Linked DNA regions of Mus musculus: region 2 is linked to region 1. A link is a contact called in public Hi-C data. All regions are on one chromosome and are shown on one strand. The core of a region is the stretch at or near the end of the contact, and the rest is flanking DNA. Distances in the headings are between cores, read along the strand shown. Region 1 overlaps Arpp21 (cyclic AMP-regulated phosphoprotein, 21). Region 2 holds the start of Arpp21 (cyclic AMP-regulated phosphoprotein, 21).

What was found. Hi-C and Micro-C count contacts between places; a contact is called where the count stands out from the background.
Region 2: a contact with region 1 is called in a Hi-C map of group 2 innate lymphoid cells, with 1.6 times the contacts expected there. The contact joins the promoter of Arpp21 here to the enhancer-like site in region 1. A contact is called at or near these places in 2 of 39 promoter capture datasets (hippocampal neurons and macrophages), 16 of 484 Hi-C or Micro-C datasets (CD4 T cells, LSK cells, the N1E-115 cell line and 12 more), 6 of 115 datasets of contacts at active chromatin or transcription factors (CD4 single positive thymocytes, the HPC-7 cell line, the SCID.adh cell line and 3 more) and 3 of 9 other capture datasets (adipose tissue, liver and pancreatic islet).

The regions. Positions count from the first base shown.
Region 1 is chr9:112,169,922-112,176,968 of GRCm38.p6, reverse strand. Arpp21 (cyclic AMP-regulated phosphoprotein, 21) reads left to right here. Exons shown (of 21, transcript NM_001362020.1): 8 at 1-35; 9 at 734-874. Among named protein-coding and RNA genes, the nearest start is that of 2310075C17Rik, 54 kb to the left of the region's middle. Within about 2 kb of position 2,983, at least 1 of the 459 cell types and tissues checked has an H3K27ac peak or open chromatin away from gene starts, as enhancers often do. A contact at or near this core is called in group 2 innate lymphoid cells, where this site is marked.
Region 2 is chr9:112,231,896-112,238,710 of GRCm38.p6, reverse strand. It overlaps Arpp21 (cyclic AMP-regulated phosphoprotein, 21), which reads left to right and starts at 5,399. Exons shown (of 21, transcript NM_001362020.1): 1 at 5,399-5,619. It also overlaps a transcript of 2900079G21Rik not described here.

The DNA of each region.
Region 1 (7,047 bases), core at 1,734-4,233:
GAGCAGGAAATGATTGATTTCATTGCTGACAGCAAGTATGTTCAATGGCAATGCTAGCTAATTCGATGACATGTCTTAGCTCAGTGTCTGAGTTAATGACTCATTCCACAGAGAGCTGTAGATAAATAAAATGTCAGCTCGTATGGTTCTTGGTATGCTCAATGAAGAAGTCACTGGATCTTGGAGTGGTCATTGCTTGGATCACGTGTGATCTTGCCTGTTAAATTTCTGGCAAAATAGCCATAAACAGGGGGCTTGCTTAGCCCCCACTAATTTGCATGGAGGAGCTGTAACAAGAAGGGACCCTTCTCGTTTTTATTATAGTTTTTTAATGGGCTCCAGCTGGCTGCAGTCAGTTATGCCTGGAAATAATTGTGCTGCGTTTGGTGTAAACTGGGTAATGACACATGTCCAGATAGATATCTGCAATCTCTATTATGTCATGGAGCCTGTCCCCTGCCTGCCTCTGTTGATAAGGTATCCTGAACTAACCCAGAACACTTTGCAACAGACAAAATGAACATGCGGCTGAGAAACAGCAATGCCTACTGCAGCTCGATCAATAAATCTATGATAGTAGAGATTTGTCTGCGAGAGAAGACATCAGGTGGTGTCGAAATGAAAGATGCCAAGTGTTTCTGGATAAAAGGAGATAGTGACGTGTAAATCCCTGTAAAATATACTACTGGCATGAAATGAAGATGCTGATTTTATTTCTGTAACTCTGTTCCAGTAACCACTATAAAAAGTTCCCCCAGATGTCATCCTATCAAAGGATGCTGGTCCATCGGGTGGCAGCGTACTTTGGATTGGACCACAACGTGGATCAAACTGGAAAATCTGTCATCATCAACAAGACCAGCAGCACCAGGATGTAAGTCCCAACGTAGTGTCTGTTTGGTGTTTTGTTTTTCTGTCAGAGACTGGTTTATAAGAGCACACTATTCATTGTAAAGTATGCGACGTTAAATATGTATAGCGCTGGTTATCTTTCTGGCCTAATAGCAGTGGGATGTCAGGAATCCATATAATACCAAATGAGATCTAGGGAATTTGGTGGGAGAACTTCACTTCAAAATAGCATTCAGATTAAAAACAACAGGCATTGATTGGTCTGGGAGTGTAGCTCAGTGGTAGAGAACATGGATGGCACACACAAAGTTTATTAGATTCCCAGTGCAACAAATGGGTAAAGCCTACGCAAGCAAGCAAGCAAGCAAGCAAGCAGGCAGGCAGGCAGGCAGGCAGGCAGGCAAGCTCTTTCTGCAGAGACAGGCATGATAGCATATCCCTGTGCTCCCAGTACTCTGGACACTCAGGCAGGAGGATCAGGAGTTGAAAAATAGTCCTATATACATGCTATGATTCTGTCAAAAAGACGGGGAGGGGAGATGAAGGGAGGGTGGATCAAGGAGGGGATGGGTTAGGGGAGGAGGAATCAAGGATAGGATTTATAAAGCTGTTACACAGAGACATTTGTCCTTTTCTACCCCACCCCCCTTTTTGATGTGGGGGAGACATGTGTTTTGGGGAAAGCTCAGAACAGGATACAGAAACCTTGCTTCTCAATCCTGGCATACTGACTGGGCATTCCAGTCTGCTGCAGTCCTGATTTCCCATCTTGGTTTCTTCACCTGTGAGACAGATAAGTTTTAGCCCTAAGAAGACAACACTTGGTTTTTCTCAAGATCATCACTGTCTTTCATCTTCAAATCTTTTTCCTATCTGCACTGAGTCAGAGTCATCAAGACCGACCTCCTAGGAGACAGTCATTTGCCTTGGCACCTGTAATTGTCTACTTTGAACTCCCGAGCCTTTCAAATAGAGCTTAAACCACTTCTTTAGCAAAAGGTGTGGCACCCTCAAAAAACTGCAAATCGTCATTAAAAAAAAAAAATAACGTTCTTTCCTTTGGGGCATGTGGTGATCACGTGGTCTTTGTGTCAGACGGTTAGTGCAGGCACTTTCCTAGTGAATGGAGCTCTCCTGATTAAAGCAGGCTTTCTTTTCTGCTCACTGAAGGTTACAGCCAGTGAGGTGGCCTCAGGGCTCTTTATCTCCTGGGAGATCAGCCAGAGCTCAGCAGAGGCACTGAGACAGTTAGGAGGAGGAGCACTCAGTAAGAAACCTAGACCAAGAGTGGCTATTATCTCAGGGACACTGTAGCGCTTCACTTTTTTTTTCCTCCCGAGTTTCAAATTGCTTATATATCTGCAGAACAGTTTGAAGTGGATAATGTTTAAGAGCTCTTGAAGCTCCAGAATTATTGGGTCCCGCGGTTGTATTCTACTGTGCTGGCAAAACACATCTCAAAATTTAGCGGCTTCCCACTCGATCTGATTGTTGACACTGCTGCCGCCTGTCTTGACTGTCATGGAAATTAAAGGTCACTCTTCTTTAATCTGAGACATTTTTGTTCTCCCTCGAACACACCCAGCTGGTTTTGGTGTGGTATTGTTTATTATTTTTACACGCCAGTCTAGTTTTTCTTGTGGCTTGCAGGTGCCCTACAGCAGAGAAAGATGCCCTGAGAACAAAGCAGGGAAGGAATTGACTTCTGTTTTTAATTCACTCTTTGTGTTGCACTCTGAGGACTTTCGGAATGTGGATCTGTGCATAGATAGTGCCGATTAAGCTTGATAGCTTTACAATTCATAGAGAGCGGATTTGTTAATAGTTACAATAGTTTTACAGTCTCACAGTCGGGATACGAGTCCAGGTTTATACCCTAGCTGATGGCGATATTACGTCTCTGTGAATACTCTTGATAGAAGTTTAGCCTTGTCTATGAAGCTGACTTTTACACTGTAGCAGCTCCATTGAAAGTCAATTTTAACTTAGCTAAATTTACATACAATTTGAATTTTCAAATTCAGTTTCTTTATCTGATTAGTAACATTTCCACTGCTTACAGGGTCTGTGATTCTAGAAGCTTCTGAACTCTCCCCTAGATTCTTGTGTTCCCTTCAGATTCTACCGCACCACAGTAGAATGTTATCTGTCTTTAAGGTTTTCGTTATCTGACCTACAGAGGTCCCATCGCTAAGCCTCTTCCTTTCCAGAGGAGCATAAACTTTGGACATTTTGAGAAAGTATTTGTGCATGCCTGCATGTCTGTGTGAACCCCAGGAATGCAGTTGTCCATCGGGATCAGAAAGAAGTGCATCAAATCTCGCTAGACCTAGACTTGCAGGCAGTTGTGAGCTGCCCCGTGTAAATTTTGGGGAGCTGAACCTGGATACACAGCAAAAGTAGAAAGTATTGTCAACTGCTAATTCCATCTTGTCAGCCCCCACCCCGAGGCTTTCCATTTTCCTGAGCATTGTCAAACAGACTACATATGTTTACACTAAGGAGAGTGTACAGTGATCACAAGCATGGGCAGACAGTACCCCGATGAAGGTAGTGACCGCTTTGGTGCCAGCACCAAATCCCATCTGATCACCCCCATCTCCCCTACCACCCTTTATCATCCTTCAGCAGGTCACGCCTAACCCCATGGTAAGCAGTGAACTTTCTAGGCATTAGCTGGAGCATGAAGCCCTCTTTCTCCATCATCCCAACCACCATGTTGCTCACCCTCTGTCATTTAAATGGCTCTTGGGAGGGGAGGGCAAATGTGCCAGTGGAGGAATTTGAGAGTAAACTGCTACCTCTCTGAAAAGGGAGCAAGAAGGAAAGAGGATGAAATAAAGGCCCTTTGAAAGAGTAGCATATTTCAGGTTTCAAGACGCGGATCACGTTAGCAATACAAGCAAAGACTGTTGTTTCATGAGAAGGTATGGCTGTTATAGCTGTCTGCTGCTAGGATGTTTGGATTTGAAGGTAAAAATAGACCATTAAGATCTAGGTGCCTTGAAGGTTTCAAATACCATTTATTTTGTGTGTGTGGGTGGGGGGGGATCTGTATTCTCTGCGAATGTGAAGGGTTGCCTCACCAGAGCAATTGATAATCAAAAGGAACTAGGCTAATTTGTATATATTGTTGGATTGAAATCTATTGACTCATAGGAGGGAGAGAGAGAGAGTGGGGATGAGAATTCCTCCCAGGATCCACTCTCAGTGGTGTGTTTGAGGAACATTTTTCCAATGTGTTCATGTTTCTGCAGCTCCCATGCAAATCCTTGAAATATATGCATTTTAAATGTCATCCTGGCTTAGGAGAACAGGTCCAGAATATGAACTCTTTGGGTGGAGTGTGGAAATGAGCTATAAAACTGAGGGATAAAACACAGTTTTGTATATTGGTTTGTTGTTTGTTTTTCTTCAGTGAGTTCTCATGGTCCTATAAGGTGTACCGATAAATGTAGATACAGGAACTATCATCCCTGTAGCAGCCACAACTGAGTGTCATCAGCTTCCTTCTGCCATGCTTTTCTGGATGAGAACAATTTAAGATATTTTAAATGGGGACTAGAGCCTGTTAAGTGTTTCATGGAGAGAAAATCGTTCTATATGAAATTTAGACTGCTTGGGTCATAAGGGGCAATCCCTGAGAGCCACGTAAAAGTATGACTGGCCCCTGTGTGTTCTTCTCTGTCATAGCCTCAGTTATCACCCATTGGCTCTCCCATGATGGAGAGGATGGGTCTCAAGGATATACTTATGAATGACACCATCTCTTACTGAGAATCATGGTACTTACTATGTGTACATCATGAAATATGCTTTAATTCTTGGTTTATGTATATTATCACATCTAATCATACAAAGAGAATTTCAGTTTAGGGACCTTCTCTATAGAGAAGAAATAACTAGCAGGACTCAGTTCTAAACCAACGTGTATATTTCACTGGTTTATTGAAATTTAGTGGAATATTGAAGTGATCGTTATCTCAAGTCAAATTATCTCAGCTACTGAGCCACATCCTCAAGATGGAATGGCTGCATCCAATGTGGATTTCTGGAACATTTAGTTTTGTCTACACCACTTTGAGATCCCAACAAGTCCTAGGCATATAGGCACACAACTAGTCAGGAGTTATCTTGGATCCATGAATGGAAAACACACACACACACACACACACACACACACACACACACACACAAGCCAGTTAATCTTAAAATGCCATGGCTAACTCAATGACTGGGCACTCCTAAACCTTGCCCTGCTACCTCAGGTCAGTGGCCTCTTACAGGAAAACTCACATAGCTGGTTGGCTTTATCTCCCGAGTTCTCCTAATTCTCCCTGTGTCCTACCCATGAAACTCTCAGTGTCCCACTTCATGCTCAGCCATTGGCCACTGGCATCTTTATTGGTAGATCAAAAATCAATTGTGGACAAGGACCTTCAGCATCTGGACACACAGATAAAAAGCATTCGCACCAATTTCCAACAGATTTCAACTGTTTAATTCCTTTGTTGTCTGATAAGAAATTATTGAGATCATGGAGCTGTTGTTTTAAAGGCATTTTGAAGATTTACTTACTCATATAAGTAAACACCAGAATCTTTCCATAGTTTTATAGCCCTTGATGTATATTTCTGGCTTGTCACTTCCAGCATGTATGGCTTGTTGAAAGAGAGCATCCATGAGTCTTATTTATCAATAATACTAGTATAGAAGATGAATCTACTCCTTGTGTACTTACAAAGCCACTGCCATCAGTAGCTCTAGATTCCCATCCCACACACAGCATCCTCAGCTCCACAAGGAATGAGGAAACACAATGGTGAGCTTTGGAGCAAAGCCATTAGAAGTTTTGCATTAATGCTCTCAACACTTTGGGGATTCCCAGAGAACGTGTGACTTTGTAGCAGAGAGGTTGTATTCTTGATGCTCCGTTGCAGTGAACAAAACTGAGGATAGCTCATACTCAAATAATTACAGGGAAGAGAGGATTCATGTGGTCTAAACAGATGTATGCTAATATTCTGCATTTATTGAGCAGTTACAAAGAGCTGATCTTTCTGTAGAGATGGTGGTATCTACTTCTTTTAGCCTGATAACAAAAGACTCTTGTAAAAGTCACAACCAGTGCCTGGGCTGGAGGGGCAACTTGCCGAGAGGGAAAGGAAAAGTCACAAGTTCTTGTGGGGTTATCCAAGACGGTGCTGCTGTCTGAGTAAACCTATGCACAGTAGAGAATGAATAAAATCATCTGAGCCTGTAGTGTTGCAGGTTTTCCAGGCCTCAGAACTAACCAAGAAAGAAGATGTGTGACCAATTGTTTCCAGGCACACCCTCTGGTTTATCACATGGGTCTTAATGGCTAGTGCAAAATTCTTAGGCTTTGACTTGAAACAGCAGCTTCAATGCCCAAAGAGAAAAAGCCCTATGTTTTTTGTAGTTGTTGTTACTGTTGTTTATTTTCCCATATTCCATTAGTTCCATTGCCTGTCTCTCTGAATTTTGACAACAACAGGATTTATTCTCAAGCGCTTTGGATTTCCCACTATTGGCCTTCTGGTTGACCATCAGGCTGGGGTAGTACCACCCATTGAAAATCTACAAAGCAGATACTAAGGTCTATGTTATTTGTATACCACAGAAGGTCTCTTTAATCGGTTCATTCTTTATAATGTCCCTCGAGATGGAACTCAGAGTCTCCTGTTTGCTAGGTTAGAGCTCTACTGGCGAGCTAATGCCCACACCTTCGGTCTCTTTCTTTCTTTGTAATGCTGTTATCTATGTCTTCAGGCAAGGTCTCCCTATGCAGCCCAAGCAGGGCTTGCGTGTGTAAGCTGCTGCCTCAGCTTCCCATGTCCCTGGGATCATAAACAGGAGACGCCACCCCAGACCAATGTTACCTTTTGGACTTTTAGATAGGAAACTAAAACTATGAACATTTCAGTTTCATGGTTTCATTACAAATGTTAATTTTTTCTTTGTTACAAGTGTGTGCCTGCTTCACTAGAAGTTCTGTGCTTCTTTTTAATTTTGTCTCTCTCATCTCCATGTTCTCTCTCTCAATTACTTTCCTACATTTAGCACAAAGATGTACATTGTTCTTTTTATGGAGGCATTTTTTCTTTCTATTTTTTATCTCCTTCTCCTTTTTCCATCCCAGACAAAGGCTGTAGATCTGGCATTTCCCATCTACTT
Region 2 (6,815 bases), core at 4,150-6,649, 59 kb before region 1:
TTTCCAAACCTCCGTGTAGCAGATGCCTTCTGTGCCTCCCCAGTGCCTCTCTTCTGATTCCAAGGAAGCTCCAGGAAAGCTGCAAACACGTTTATTTTTAAGAAACGTCTTGATCTGCTTTGGCAACAGAGCATCACTTCATGAGAGTGCAGGCCAGGGGTCATTTGTGGTCTGCCTGCTCACGGGGATCATTTTCTTACATTGCACACAGCCTGCTGCAGAGGAGACAGAGTTGGGACCAAGGGATCTATGCCATCGGAACATTTGGTTTCTAGTCCCCGAAGTCCTCTTTGTTTTTGATCGTGACATTTCTTCACGCTCAGATGCATACATGATGTAACATTCTTTGTTGATGTTCTGAAATGTGTTTTTGGAGTTATTTTGGCTGAGTACAAAGTAAGAATGGGGCTCTCTCGACTTTTCTGGTTGAAATGTTAATCTTGCTATCAAACCGCCCTCACCCTACCCCATCTTTCTCCTCGCCTTTCTCCCTTACGTATATTTCTAAAGCTTGAAACCCAAATCCAAGACTGATATTTAATAGACCCTAGCCAGTTTTGCTGGATACGAGGCGGATGAGAAGTCTCTCTAGGGAATATGTGGGCCTTTACTGTGGAGGGGGTGTCTGCCCTTAAGTGGAGTTCCTCACAACCTAATTGTTGAGAAATGTTGCAAGTTCACCAGCACGGAAATCCTACTTCTCGCTTCAGCTGAAAAGGTGCTCATAAAGGTAGCTGGGTTATTCTAGCAATTCGCCTTATTTTGAAAATCCAATTTGAGAGCTTCATTAAAGGGCACTAATTTAGTGTCTCCAGGGAATATGTGTTTAAAGGAGCTTGCCAACAGCCTCAGATGTTTGCCAGTGTATAGGTGAGCTCAACTCCCTGAGCTAGGGTTACCTGGTTACAGGCATACTCCTTCATTGCAAACACAGTACCAGCAAACACTCAAGGGCCCTCACATCTAAGAGCACCTCCTGCTTTGCCACTCCTCCATGGCATCTTTAAAGTGAGGATATCACTGCCACTGTGACTTTATCACTCAGAGGTCCGACATGGAAGATCTCATTTTACACAATGAAAGGTCTGGGCCATAACCGTTAAGAACCACTTCAAATCATTTAAGGAAATGTGCACACCTTCCAAACGCCTACAATAAGAACATTGCTCACTACCTGCCTAATAGCCCCAAGAGGATATTTCAGTCCCACACCAAGACACAAATTTTTTTAAATTGGATAGCTGAATACTGATTAGTTACTTGGCCTCAAATAAACTTGAGCCATCTTAGGCCACTGATTTGTTGGCTCCATTTATATATGGAGAAAAGACAAAAAATACAGTTGAGTTTTAATGTTTTAAATCCAAGTGTACTTATTTTCAAACAGAGCTTTAAAAAAATCACAAGAGATGTTGCTCTAAATATCACCATCCAGTTTGTCCATTATTGTTAAGATTTAGAAACTTTTCCTCGGTCTAAGTGATAGAGTTTTTGTTTGTTTTGTTTTGTTTTTGAAAACCAGGATTTCTCTCAGAATTCCCCTCTCCTTTTCAAAAGCTGCAATTTCTGTTCTGGTTTACAGAACTGGATTCTGTGTGTGGGTGTGTGTGTATGGGAAGGTTTCTACACTGACCACATACACAACTTTACACACTTTCCCAAGAAGAAACTTAGTGTTTGGTTTTTAGAGTTAGATATGATTGGGATATGATTAGAAATATTTTGATTTTTTTTTCTGTTGCATTCGAAGTGGCTGGAAAACATTTACCAATACGTTTTGAGAGGAGTTAGCAGGAAAGACGGAGCTAAAACCAAAGTGCCCATGAGTCCTGGAAGCTGGAGGATCCTTTTGCCTGAAACTTTCTGCTGTGGATTTTTCCTGCCCTGCAGAAGTGGAAACCCAGAGGGAGACACTAACAGATAGAAAATAATGATCTGTGCAGCAAGGACCAATCCAACCTCCTACTCCCCGCAGTGTACACATGCGTGAGCGAACACACACACACACACACACACACACACACACACACACACGACAGCATGACCATAAAGATTCTATGCAAATCACTCTTCTAGAACACCACGGAAGCCATGTGACTTATAAGCCTAGTTTTGTTTTTGTTTTTGTTTTTTCATTTTTAACGACCACCATTAAAGGTAGGTGTACCTAAATAGAAGTCAATAAATAAATAAATAAATAAATAAATAAATAAAAGAAGAGATTTTCGTGGCATATTTTATGGTAGTTATATATTTGTGGTTTGTTCATGAGGTTACTAATCACCAACTGCTAAGCTTTTGTTGTCAATATATTGTGCATTGCAGCAGATTCACACTTAACTCGCTGTCTGCATCTCAGAAGCTCCGGTATTGGATATTGTTAAAATGGGCTTTGGCAGTTGCACACAGAAGTGCACGACTATAATTTTGCTACCCATTAATAACAAGCCAGCCAAGAAGGCCAGAATCCAATGCCTTGCTCTCAGCTGGGGGTAGGAAGCTAGAATGGGCTATCTTGGCTGGTGACCTACGCTGTCGGAAAGTAGGATGTATAGTCGCTAGCGGGTGGGCGGTATTCCGGAAATTTATTCACTCTTCACTGTACTTTTTTCTCCTCTTGGTAGTGTGCCCTTAGATTATGAAAAAAAAAAGAATTGCACATAATAAAAATAGTACTCATCTCCAAAACAAATGGGTAAATCAGAGCTTTTATTTCTTCAGGTGTCAACTCTGCTCCCTGCCCCAGCCCTACCCCTCTGGGCTCTGCAGTGCAAGGTTTCTCTCAGTCAGCGCATCAGCGCCCAGTGGGGCAGGCAGCACTGATCTGGGCGGTCTTGCATCCAGAGGACCAGTCTCGCTGAGCAGCAGGACTTGTAGTCTCTCTCAGCTCTAAAGCCTGGGCATCTGAGAGCTCAAAGCTGAGAATCATTTCTTGGGTGGGGTGAGGTGTTGCTGCCCCGGGCTGTTTTCTGCACTTGGCCTCGGAGAGTAAGCACGGAGTACCAGAAACCCAGAAGCTCTGGCCAAACATCCCTAGGACTCGAGGTGGTACCCCAGCGAGGTAGGTAAGGGCTGGGCTCCGGGGCGCGCCTGGTGGCTGGGAGGGAGAGGCAGGGTGGCGGGGCCGGGGCAGCGCGCCAGTTTCCTCTGATTAATGATGCTCGCGCTGCCGCGCGCGTGGCTCATGCGCTTTGTCTCCAGCCCAGGGGTGGTGAGAGCAGTGGGTATGGCAGCGCCTGGCGCACAGAGCAGGTGCCGGCTGCGCTCAAGCCTCGGCTTTGCGTGGTGGCCCAGAGACCGGGCATCACTGAGCGTCCCCTCAGGGCCATCTCCCTCCGCAGAGGGGTCGCCAGCACGGGTCTTGGGGCAGGAACTATTGGGGGGAGGGGGGCGGGCATGTGCAATGCTTTCGGTGCTCTTGGTGCCCGCCCGGCTGGACGCGTCTTTGGCTGGCGGGGAGGAGCTGGGCGCTGCCTGGGAGCCTAGCCAGCCCTGTGGGAGGGCATGGCCGGGTGGGGCGGTCGGGAGCACCACTGAGGCTGGCTGACTCCGGCGGGACTGCGAGAGTGACCCTCAGGTGGACCTACTCAGCCAGAGAGATCGAAATCCTGCGAGCGAGGGAGAGAGAGAGAGAGAGAGAGAGAGAGAGAGAGAGAGAGAAGAGAGAAAGGAGAGAAGAGAGCGGAGAGAGAGAGAGGAGAGGAGAGAAGAGGAGAGAGAGGAGAGAGAGAGAGAGAGAAGAGGGAGCACTCAGCGGGCAGGGAGACGGAGAGGGAGGGACAGGGACAGCCAGCCCCGTGCACTCGCTCCCTGCAGTCACCTCCTCCCACCCGACCTGGGGAAGTGGCCGGAGCGCAAAGTAGCAAAGTAGCAGAGACGCTGCGGGCTCCAACGACAGTCACCTGGTTCCCGCATTGCTGGTGGGACCACAGGTCGCAGAGGGGCGGACAGATCAGCGCAAGGACTGGCTGCAGGAGAAGGTGGCTACTCCCAAGAGAGAGGAGCAGAGCAAAGCCTGGACACCACCCCCAACCCCTTTCCTGAAGCAGACAGACTGACAGACAGGCAAATAGACAGACAGGAGCTCAGCAGCCTGTGGTGACATACAGACTCTCTAGCAGCGAAGACCTCCAAGCGTCCGGAGCGGTGACAGTCCAACAGCCGCAGCCACGCGTTCCCCACCAGCGCTGTGCCTGGGCAGCGCGAGGACCCCTGCCTCCAAGCCAAGGGCTCCTTTTGCTAGCAGTTAAAATAAATCGACCAAACAACAAAGGCAAGCCACAAACCAAACTGACCCAACCAAAGCATTCACTGAGAAACAATAATTACTCACAAAAGCCCCAAACGAAATCCAGTCAGTCAAGGCACCCGGGACGCTGGGTCACTCCACTGTTCCTTCAGGTAAAGAGCCAAGTCTTCCGACATGAGCATCACAAGCCCTTTGTGTCTGGCTGTTGGGGCTTTCTGCTTCTGCTGCCCCCTCCCCCTTTTTTTTTCTTTCTACCATCTATCTGTGCTTTCCCTTTGACCTGTTTGTCGTTTCTGTGTTGTTTATCTTGTTTCTATGTCTCGGCGGAAGGCATGGGTGGACTCTCTTTCCCTCAAAGCAGGCAGAAATTGAAATCTGGGAAGGGAATTGAAAGGGACGATGCTTTCTGTAACAGAAGTTTCCAGTAATTTTATATGGGTTTTATGGTGCCAAGTTTGGACATTCTCTTGTTTCAGTTGAAAACTTGTCACTTTCCTCAGTTACCACAGAGGTCCTGGGTCCCAAGAGGTCGGAGAAGGGAGGGAGAGGAGGATAATTTTTTGCTTTATTTTTTTTAAATCTTGAAGTCATTTCCATGACAGCCTCTGGTGTAACGTTATCTGTCTCGGGTGATAAATGTGATAGTAGGATTGGATCTGTATCAGGCAAGTGTTTTAAAAAGTTTCTTCGGAAGAGAAATTACATGGCTTAGCATGGATGTCACGGATGTATTAAATTCAAAGCTTGATCACCTTTTACAGACACAGACTAAGACTGGAGCCTAAGTCTTAAGAAAAAAAAAAAGCAATGAGGAAGGTAATGTCATGGCGGGATGGGAGGTGTACGGTGAGGTTGCTAGAAATGGTCCCCCTAAGAACGTGTTGCAGATGGAGACCATCATTTCGCTCTCTGCCTTCTCAAAGGATGCAGCTTCTGCAAGCTAGAATGACAGTCTCTAGAATGGAAATGAATCTGTATTTTTTTTTCAAATTTTGCTCCAATGCAGAATAAATCTAAACTGTGCCCACCCTTTCCTCATCTGCCTTGGAACCCAACTCTGCAGTTTACTGCTTTAAGTAAGCAGCAAAGTAGACAGGGCAGGCAGGGAGGCACTTCTTGTTTCCTTTTTTTTTTTTTTTTTGTAATTCTGTGAAAATCAGAGAGCCTTTGATATGCTCTTCAGCCTAAGTAGACCCTCTCTTTCAGGATTATGTTACTATAGGGCTTGATGTCTGAGTGGCATTTTAGCTAATGTCATTTTCATGAAAGACAGTCATTTGGAAGGCACTAGGGCTAGTTATGCTTCCTTCAAATAGCAGAGTGATCTTAACATGAGAGACCCTGTCTTCGGGGTTATGTAGCCCTTCAAGGTATGTACCTGCTTATGTCTGATTCTCAGTGTCCTTTGTCCTCATCTTCCTTTGCTTTCTAATCGCTTTGACTGGCAGGCTATTTTTATATTTCTAGAGAATACATTTAGATGTCTTTTTAAAGTGATACATGTTTCCATTCTCAAAGATTGGGAAAAGATCATCTCTTGCTATGCTCGTCTGTGCTAATATGATTTGGTTTCTGTGTAAATTTAAAGGCATTGCTTTAGACCATTGTATTATACATGTCTTAGTTTCTCCTTTCCGGGTATGATTTATGTCGTCCGAATGACAAAGTAACTATTCCTCTCGGTGAGTGCTTATTTAACAGTACTTTGGATGAGGCATATTTAAAGAAACTTAAACAGCTCCTCCGGGGAATACCATTAGGTTTCTTGGTGACTTAATTTCATTCACTATATGGTGATTTCTTTTTGCTGGTAATTCAGTTCAGACCCAGACAAGTGTGTGTGTGTGTGTGTGTGTGTGTGTGTGTGTGTGTGTGTGTGTGTTTTATTAGATTTGCACATTGCCAATCTCTCAGTGACTGCTTGTCATAGATCTCAGTTGAGTGTGGTTACTTGAGAACTGTAGCAATCACCCTGTTAGAGCGTGCTGCACTGAGGAGTTCCTTGCAGTCTGTTTTTTAACGCTGTTTAATGAAGGAGTGGGCATCTCACTCTGCAATGAAAGGAGCCCGAGAACAGACAGAGCCCTGTGCTGCTGTGGAGACTGCAGAGCAGAAGGGAGTGGGAAGGTAAAGCGGGCTGCAGAGGTGGTCTTTTGAATCGGGTCCTTATAGCTTATCGATGGAAATCAATCGGTTTGGATGAGAGAATTCTCTCTGAATAGCTGGTTAGATGCTCCTTCAGCGTCTTTGCTGGTTCTTAGAAAGAAGACTCAATAATTTGAGTTTCTGAAAACTTAGAGGAGATGCTAACTGGGGACTTCCTGTGTGTCTACTATTTTTAATATAGGCTGTGAGAATGTTGGGTAATGAATGCAGATTTAATTTCAAATTCCTGAATCATTGTTCTGCTGTGGCAGATGGGTTGGACCTTATGAAACATTCTGAGATTCAAAAAAACTACCACCAGCTTCAGATATGGTGATAATCTGAATTTCTGCTGTGGGAATTTTGGGTTGATTTTTCTGTCATAAACTTGAAACTTTGCACCAGAGCTGTGACAACTAAG